2 separate regions of the Danio rerio genome follow, and region 1 is linked to region 2. A link is a contact called in public Micro-C data. All regions are on one chromosome and are shown on one strand. Each heading gives the region's core, a stretch centred on a gene start, on an enhancer-like site or on the middle of the called end of the contact. The rest is flanking DNA. Distances are from core to core; before and after follow the strand shown.

Region 1 (3,690 bases), core at 487-2,986, 330 kb before region 2:
CTGGTTCAGGTGGGTCTAATTAGGGTTGGAACTAAAATATGCAGGACACCAGCCCTCCAGGACCGAGTTTGGACACCCCTGCGCTAAAACATAGTAAATTCTGATCTTTCGCATTTAAAGAAGTAATCCCAACCGATTAAAGCAGCTTAATCCAAGTCTACTGATGAAAGGATCAATGTGATGTACAGATTTAATTTAAGTCATTGTGGCATCTTGGTGGTATAACCATCAAGTGACATATTCATTGAAAACATCCATTTATATATAATTTTACCAACAATCTCTAATAACAGAATTATCTTTAGAAATAGACACAAAACAGAAAAAAATTACTCAGTTTTAATAAAACCACCTTCATTTGTGTTTTAAATATGAATGAAGGTCTTATGAGCTAGGAAAGGTATAAGGTTAGAGACAAATTTCATGTATTCCCCACTTTTGCATATCAAAATGATTGAACGAATGTTTACAGAAAACTTACAAACACCAAAGGTGAGTATTCATATTCATACCTGCCAATGATCTGAGCATCTCCAGTTTCAACACACAGCTGAGAGCTCAAAGCCTCAAAACGGGAATTCTCTAAAAGCTTCATAGCTGCAAAAGAGAACAGAGGGATTTGCGATGTTTCGTGTTTGCGAATAATCAGGTTCACTGCAAATTATTCATTCAAGTTGAAATAAAACACTGACATCGAGAAGCACAGGTGGAAACAGTTGGCAGAGTGTAGAGTTGCTTATTTACATACAAAGTAAGTACATTACGTTCCTTAAAGATAAATGTACCCATGGACACATTTGACTACATAAATCGATACAATAATGCATTACCAAAAGCAATGCTTTAATTGAAATATACAATTATTTCAATGTTTAAAGATTGTAAAAAAAAAAAGTAAAATGAATAGATTATACTATTAATATTATAGCAAAAAGGCGTATTATTTGTCGACATAAATGAAAACAATGATCCTAGCCCATTTGCCCCCTCCCCCACCAACCCATCGAAACACTTCCTACTTATATCGACCTGGGTGTAACATTGAAGCAGTAAAGGTAAAAAAGAAAGTAAAAAGGGGACATTTTACTAAAGAAAAAAACAGTAAGCAGGACAATATTAGACTAAGAATAGGCGAGTTGATTGTGGTAATGAACACATTCACAGTTAGAGTATAGCAACATCAGCTGACCTAATTTACATTGACCATTTATGCAGTTAGTATTGACGACATAAAATCTTATTCATTTGTTGAACTTACCTTTCCTGTTGTACACCCACTTCCAGATAAAACAATATATATAAATATATATTTGAGGAAAGAAGGGCTCACGGGCCGTTTGGTTTACAGAGCTGCTCTTTTAACAACACAAAACGAGCTCAAATGCTCTGGCGTCTACGCGCGCAGTTGATTGTATATCAAATAAGTTGCACAATGTAATTTCAGTATATGTGAAAATGACTCGGTCGAGATTGACATATTCTGCAGGCGTTTTCTCTTATCTCAAAGCCTCTACTTACGACTAAACTTAACATAAAACCCAGCGATTGTGTCGAGCTCCAAGTCAGCGACTGCAGCAGCAGCATCCCCTTATTTGACCTACAACAAATGTACCTTCTGAAAACGAGATAAGCGTCGCTTTAAATGGCGCGAATTGCTCGAGCGACGCTTCAATTCGCGCTTGTACCCAATCGTTTGAGAATATTTCTCCTGTTTCTTGTCATATATCCGTGAAAACATCGACCGCATCCAACACCAGTCACTATATCCGAAAACAGTTATAAGCCACGCCTCTCAGCAGTCTTTACATTTCCGTTGAACATGACCACACCTACTATGTGTGTCGTGTAAAATAATATGGACTTTTCTATTGGCTATTTAGTCTGTCAATTAAATGTTCTGTTCATTCTATTGGCGAAATGGGCACATTATTTAAATGAACAGAGAGCGATTGAACGTTTTCTGAATTCTTTGTAAAGTGTTTGTTTGCGTACATATTATATTTTTTTATTAGTGGAGCAAAAATGGTATCATTGAAACTGTTTAAACACAGATTATTAAGAATTGAATGCATGAATATCTGCATGAATAGAAGCTGTTGAGATGTTTCGAGAAGGTGTTTGAAATGCAATGCGGTAACTTGATCCTCTGCTACTAGAGACGTGACAATTAGGACGTAGTCTCAAGTTTATGGATGAAGTGACAAATAAAGCTAAATGTATATTCGTATTATTATTATATGTGTTTTCTATTGTTTTTCAAACCCAGGGGGTTCAATCATGGACCCTCAAATAATTATCATGTGTCACCCATCTGAAAATGAAAAAAACAAAAACAAACATAGGCTACATCTAGTTTCTTGTTTAAGATGTAAGATCCAGCTTATACTTTCATGAATCAATATAAAAATACTAATTAAATAAAAAATATATTATTTGGAAAAATTAAATTTAATAAATGTGAATTTTAACTAATTTATAGTTTTGTACTTATTTATATATACAATATTTTTTTATTTTGGATTAGTTATTTGTGTCATACTTCAACATTTTCAAATGCTTTCCTGTATACATATTATAATTAGGCTATTTGATTAATTAAATGTTTAAAAAAATTTCTTTCAACAATGATAATCTTTTAATAAAAAGCAAATCAGATATTAATCGTTCATTTTAAATAATTTATTATCATCTGTCATTTTTATCAATTTGCAATTTTTCATCTAAAAAGTTTATTTTCATTCTTTTTGTAATAATTAAACTGTTTTAAAAAAAATAAACATTTATTTTAACATTGTTATAGATTTTCCACCAGTCTAAAAATGTGTCATAAACAACTGAAAAAATTAACAACAATCATTTGTGTGTGTGTGTGTGTGTGTGTGTGTGTGTGTGTGTGTGTGTGTGTGTGTGAAAGTGTTTACTAATTGAGTTAATGTTATTGTGATGTGATTTTATAGGGTTATTTTGAACCAATTAGATTTTAGCTTAGCTTTAGATTTTAATGGAAAGATCTGGATATAACTAATCAAACTATTTATGTTTTACCACTACAATATCATGTTCAGCTGTGATGGTTGAACACCTGGTAACAAAGCAAAAACGATAAAGCTTAACCACGTACAGCTCAGTATTTTTGCAGCATGTCACAGTAACTTACCCACATAATTATCAGCCTAGTTACATTACAGTTAAAGTTCTTGGGATGAAATATAAGCTTGGCTGGCATTAAAAATCGGGATATCCCCTAAGCAGAGTGTATGTGAGTGTGTTTTCAACAGGAGGCGTATTTCTCTCTCACTCACACACACACACTCACACACACACGCGCGCAGATAAAATGTCTGTCTCTGTTGGAGCCGTGTGTTTCTTCCTGCTCTGACGCTCAACTTCCCTCTATCCGAAACTAAAACAAAGATGACAAGGCCGCGACTTTTGCGTAAATGTCCGGATCAGAGAGTTGTAGGACATCTCCAAGCATCATATTAGCGCAGAAACGCTGGCTTGTACTGGGGTGTCAACGCGATAAATCCCCGCCTGAAGTAGTGAGTCGGTGGCGGCGGCATGTCGCTGAGCTCCGGCGGGTGGACTCAAGCATCTCCGCCGGCCCAGTCCTCGTCGTCTCACCTCGGCCACGAGGCCTCGCAGTCGGCATGCAGCACTGTTTTGATGTCGGTGAAGGTGTCGGTATGC
Region 2 (3,471 bases), core at 847-3,346:
ATTTGGATTCGGACATGCCGTGGTGCCTTCCTGACTTGGAATGCTGCCTCTGAAGCAAGCATTTTATAGCTTTTGATGCAGTGCATTGTGGTAACTAATGCGAAATGACATCACTTTCAATGTACCAATGCTGGCCAATTTCATGCAATTTTAAAAGGAGGCTCATTGACAGAATGAATAACATTTACATTAAACTGGGTACTAGAGCAATTCAAAACAGAAAAAAGTGAAAGACATGGGATGTAGTTAAGTATGGTGACCCATACTTGAAATTTGTGCTCTGCCCTTGGAGCAGTTGGGGGAATCAGTGTCTTGCTCCAGGGCTGTGGTATTGAGGCAGGTGAGAGAGAACAGAACCATCCCTAAACTTTTACCACAAAGGCGGGTGCATGAATTTGTCAGTTCCTTTCACTGGAACTGAAGTTACATCCCCACATCATACACCCCACCAAACTTTACACTTGACACTGTGCAGACAGAGACGTACCGTTCTCCAACCTCTAAATGACTTCAATTTTGTTAAAATACCCCTAATAGTTGTTCGTGGAATATTATGTAGTAGGCCTGAATGATAAATCGACATGAAATTGCATTTGCAATTTAGCAAAAGCTGCAATTGTCTTGTACATCATGTGAGGAAAGTACAGAGTCACACAGAACAACCAAATATGTCCAGAAGGAAACCAGGAAATACAAGTCTATGGGAAATCCATATAGTGTAGGATAATGACTCAAAGAGATAAATAAACACATGACCATGACAACATAGAGTTTATTTAAAATATGTAGATGCAACACTATTCTCTCTGTTTATTAGAATGCTATTGTGAATTATGTTGCATGCTTTATTCTGTGTAAGTACACAATGTAAATTATTAGTGGCATTTGCACATGCTTTCAGGTCTTAGTTCACCAAGAAGCTACACAAACAGCTGCCAATATCGCAGAATGATTATTTGAGATTTGACTGATGTATACTGAATTGTAGCTCTATACTACATAATTCATGTTAGAATTTTAAAAATAAAAAGCAGCCTATAAAATTAATCTATAATATATATATATATATATATATATATATATATATATATATATATATATATATATATATATATATATATATATATATATATATATACTCCATACTTCAAAAATGTATCATATCCTGAAATTGTTTTTCGAAATCAGAAATAACGTCAGACAACAAAATGCACAAATACAAGCTCACTACAACAACTCCTGAAGCAGGTCAACTTGTACAAATGCAGACAAAATGTATGGCATAATCACAGTTTATAAACAAATTGCTTACAGACACAGAAGCGTCTCTATGAAATAAAATATGAAATTTCATATGAATTTCAATGGGAAACTTTTGGAAAACTTCCATCTCATGGAAACGTGTGAAACTGATTCACTGAATGTCACTGAGCCTAAATCAGGAAACAAATTGGGATTTCCCTACCTCAATCTACAGTTGACCTGCTGTCCAAGAGACAGACAAAGCTGAGGCACAGGATTACTGTCCTAAATTTAAAGAGTAAACAAGTCAGCTGTCTGCTTAACAGAAGATTCAGGCATTTTTCTTTGTATTTGAATACAGACAAGCTTTTTTTATTATTGCAAAAAAAAAAAAAAATTGAAGAAATGATACATTAAACAATAAGCCTTTTTATATAGATTCCATCATTCGTGTTACTTATGTCAGTGCATCTCTTTTAACATTCGCTATTAATATTTAATAGCCTATATCATGGCTGCATCTACATTTTACATTATTCAGAGAGCAAACACGTGGGATCCAGTCCAGTTAATTACAATTCCTTAATCATATTATAGATTTATTCATGTGTGTTTTCTTAATAATCGAACATAGAGTGATGTAAAATCCTCATGTTAGTTGAGTAATGGCAGTATGCGGTAACCTTCAGTGGGCCAGGCAAATACCCCGTCCTGTGTCACGTGTAAAATGTTTCGACCTTCCTCTCAACCAAACTACAGAATTGCGTCAGTTTAGACTGGGACGATTATTGGTCCTGCCCGACAGTCGTGAAAGAACTGCACATGTGATTGGTTGAATGAGACGACGTTCCGTGCGTGTGTCTCATCTTGGACAGTCAGTGAGTAAAGATGGCGAACTGGTGCGTGCGCGCGATCAGACACAGCTCTTCAATCTTAGCGTCCCCTTCACTAGTAAGGTATGTTTCAGCTTTGCTAAGGCGTGTTGTTGATGTCAAAGCTTGGGTAATTTTTTGGGTTTTAAGGAACAAATGAATGAATGTTCTTGCTGTTGCGTAAGCTGTTCAGAATTGAATGATTCGTGCTGATGTTCAATGACCATCAGTTTACCTTACTTTCATTTTAATGACAGTTTGTGACAGTCTTGCGTGTTGCCCTGCCAAATACACTTACGTTTTTTTTATTAGTCAGAAGTGATCATTGATAACGCAGTGAAGTTTGCTTTACTGGTCTTTCAGGTCTGTCCTATTGCATATCTTTCTTTACAAAAAAGTATGTGACCTGAGTTTAGGATGTAGGTTTCAGTTGTATTATGCTTTTTTATTGTAAAAGAAAATAGTTTTCCCTCCTTGGCATGTCAGTGACAGACTTGTTTCCGACACGTGCTTGTGTCAAAGCTAGATCTGAAGACTTACTGGTGTACAGTACTGCCAGTGTTTCATTCTCCTAACTGATATTTTTCAGTTATCTCGAATAGGCATGGGCCGGTATGAGGTTCTGACAGTATAATAACCTTGAAAAAAATATCACGGTTTCACGGTATTGTGATTACTGCTTCAAAATATATTCTTTTTAAATGTCAGAGTAAAAAACAACTGTTTCCCCCCTTTGAACACAATAACTTATATCTTATTTTGAGAAGCATTTAAAGTATTTTGAAGCATGTCAGGCTGAAAAATAATTATTCATCGTCTTCATTAGTTACAAAAACACTAATTTCTTTAAAATTTAAAACAGCATATTGGGTAGCTTTTCTGCTGAAGATACTATTGTCCCAAAAAAAAAAAAAAACATAAATAAAAACATCTTTCATATACCTTAGGAACGGTATAGCAGAAAATTTTGGCGGTTTTAAAAACTTGACTTTTCCGAGTCGTGGTATACATTTGAAAACGGTGTTTTCCTCCCATGCCTAATCTCAAATCCCATGTATTCGAAATATAATTAAGCCATTCAAAGCATAAACCTTTTTTCTGTAATTCATTACATGCTTAGATCTAAAGCTTAAAATATCTGTTTAGTGTTGACAGCTTCACATGCACTGTAAAAATCCCACCTAGCGTTACTGATATATTGGAAGTGAACAGTTTAAGTTGTAACACTACTCCCTGTTAGATATCATTAAGACATTATATTACCTCTACATAAACTCCAAGTAGGAATCAATTTTGCAATCTTTTTAAAGTCGTTCATGTTCCAAGTTCTGACAAAAAAAAAATCAATAAATATTTT

Evidence for each region. Hi-C and Micro-C count contacts between places; a contact is called where the count stands out from the background.
Region 1: a contact with region 2 is called in a Micro-C map of caudal fin, with 4 times the contacts expected there. The contact joins the promoter of maf1b here to the promoter of grpel1 in region 2. A contact is called at or near these places in 2 of 18 Hi-C or Micro-C datasets (caudal fin and hematopoietic stem cells) and 2 of 4 datasets of contacts at active chromatin or transcription factors (embryo and gastrula embryo).

What each region holds. Positions count from the first base shown.
Region 1 is chr7:40,424,531-40,428,220 of GRCz12tu, reverse strand. It overlaps maf1b (MAF1 homolog, negative regulator of RNA polymerase III b), which reads right to left and starts at 1,736. Exons shown (of 8, transcript NM_001030239.1): 1 at 1,259-1,736; 2 at 513-597. The coding sequence starts at 595. All of the region lies in intron 1 of esyt2b (extended synaptotagmin-like protein 2b), which reads right to left. It overlaps shrprbck1r (sharpin and rbck1 related), which reads left to right and starts at 3,350. Exons shown (of 14, transcript NM_001111200.1): 1 at 3,350-3,690. The coding sequence starts at 3,562.
Region 2 is chr7:40,092,137-40,095,607 of GRCz12tu, reverse strand. grpel1 (GrpE-like 1, mitochondrial) reads left to right here and starts at 2,096. Exons shown (of 4, transcript NM_001037384.2): 1 at 2,096-2,198. The coding sequence starts at 2,131. The region is part of intron 1 of esyt2b (extended synaptotagmin-like protein 2b); the gene reads right to left.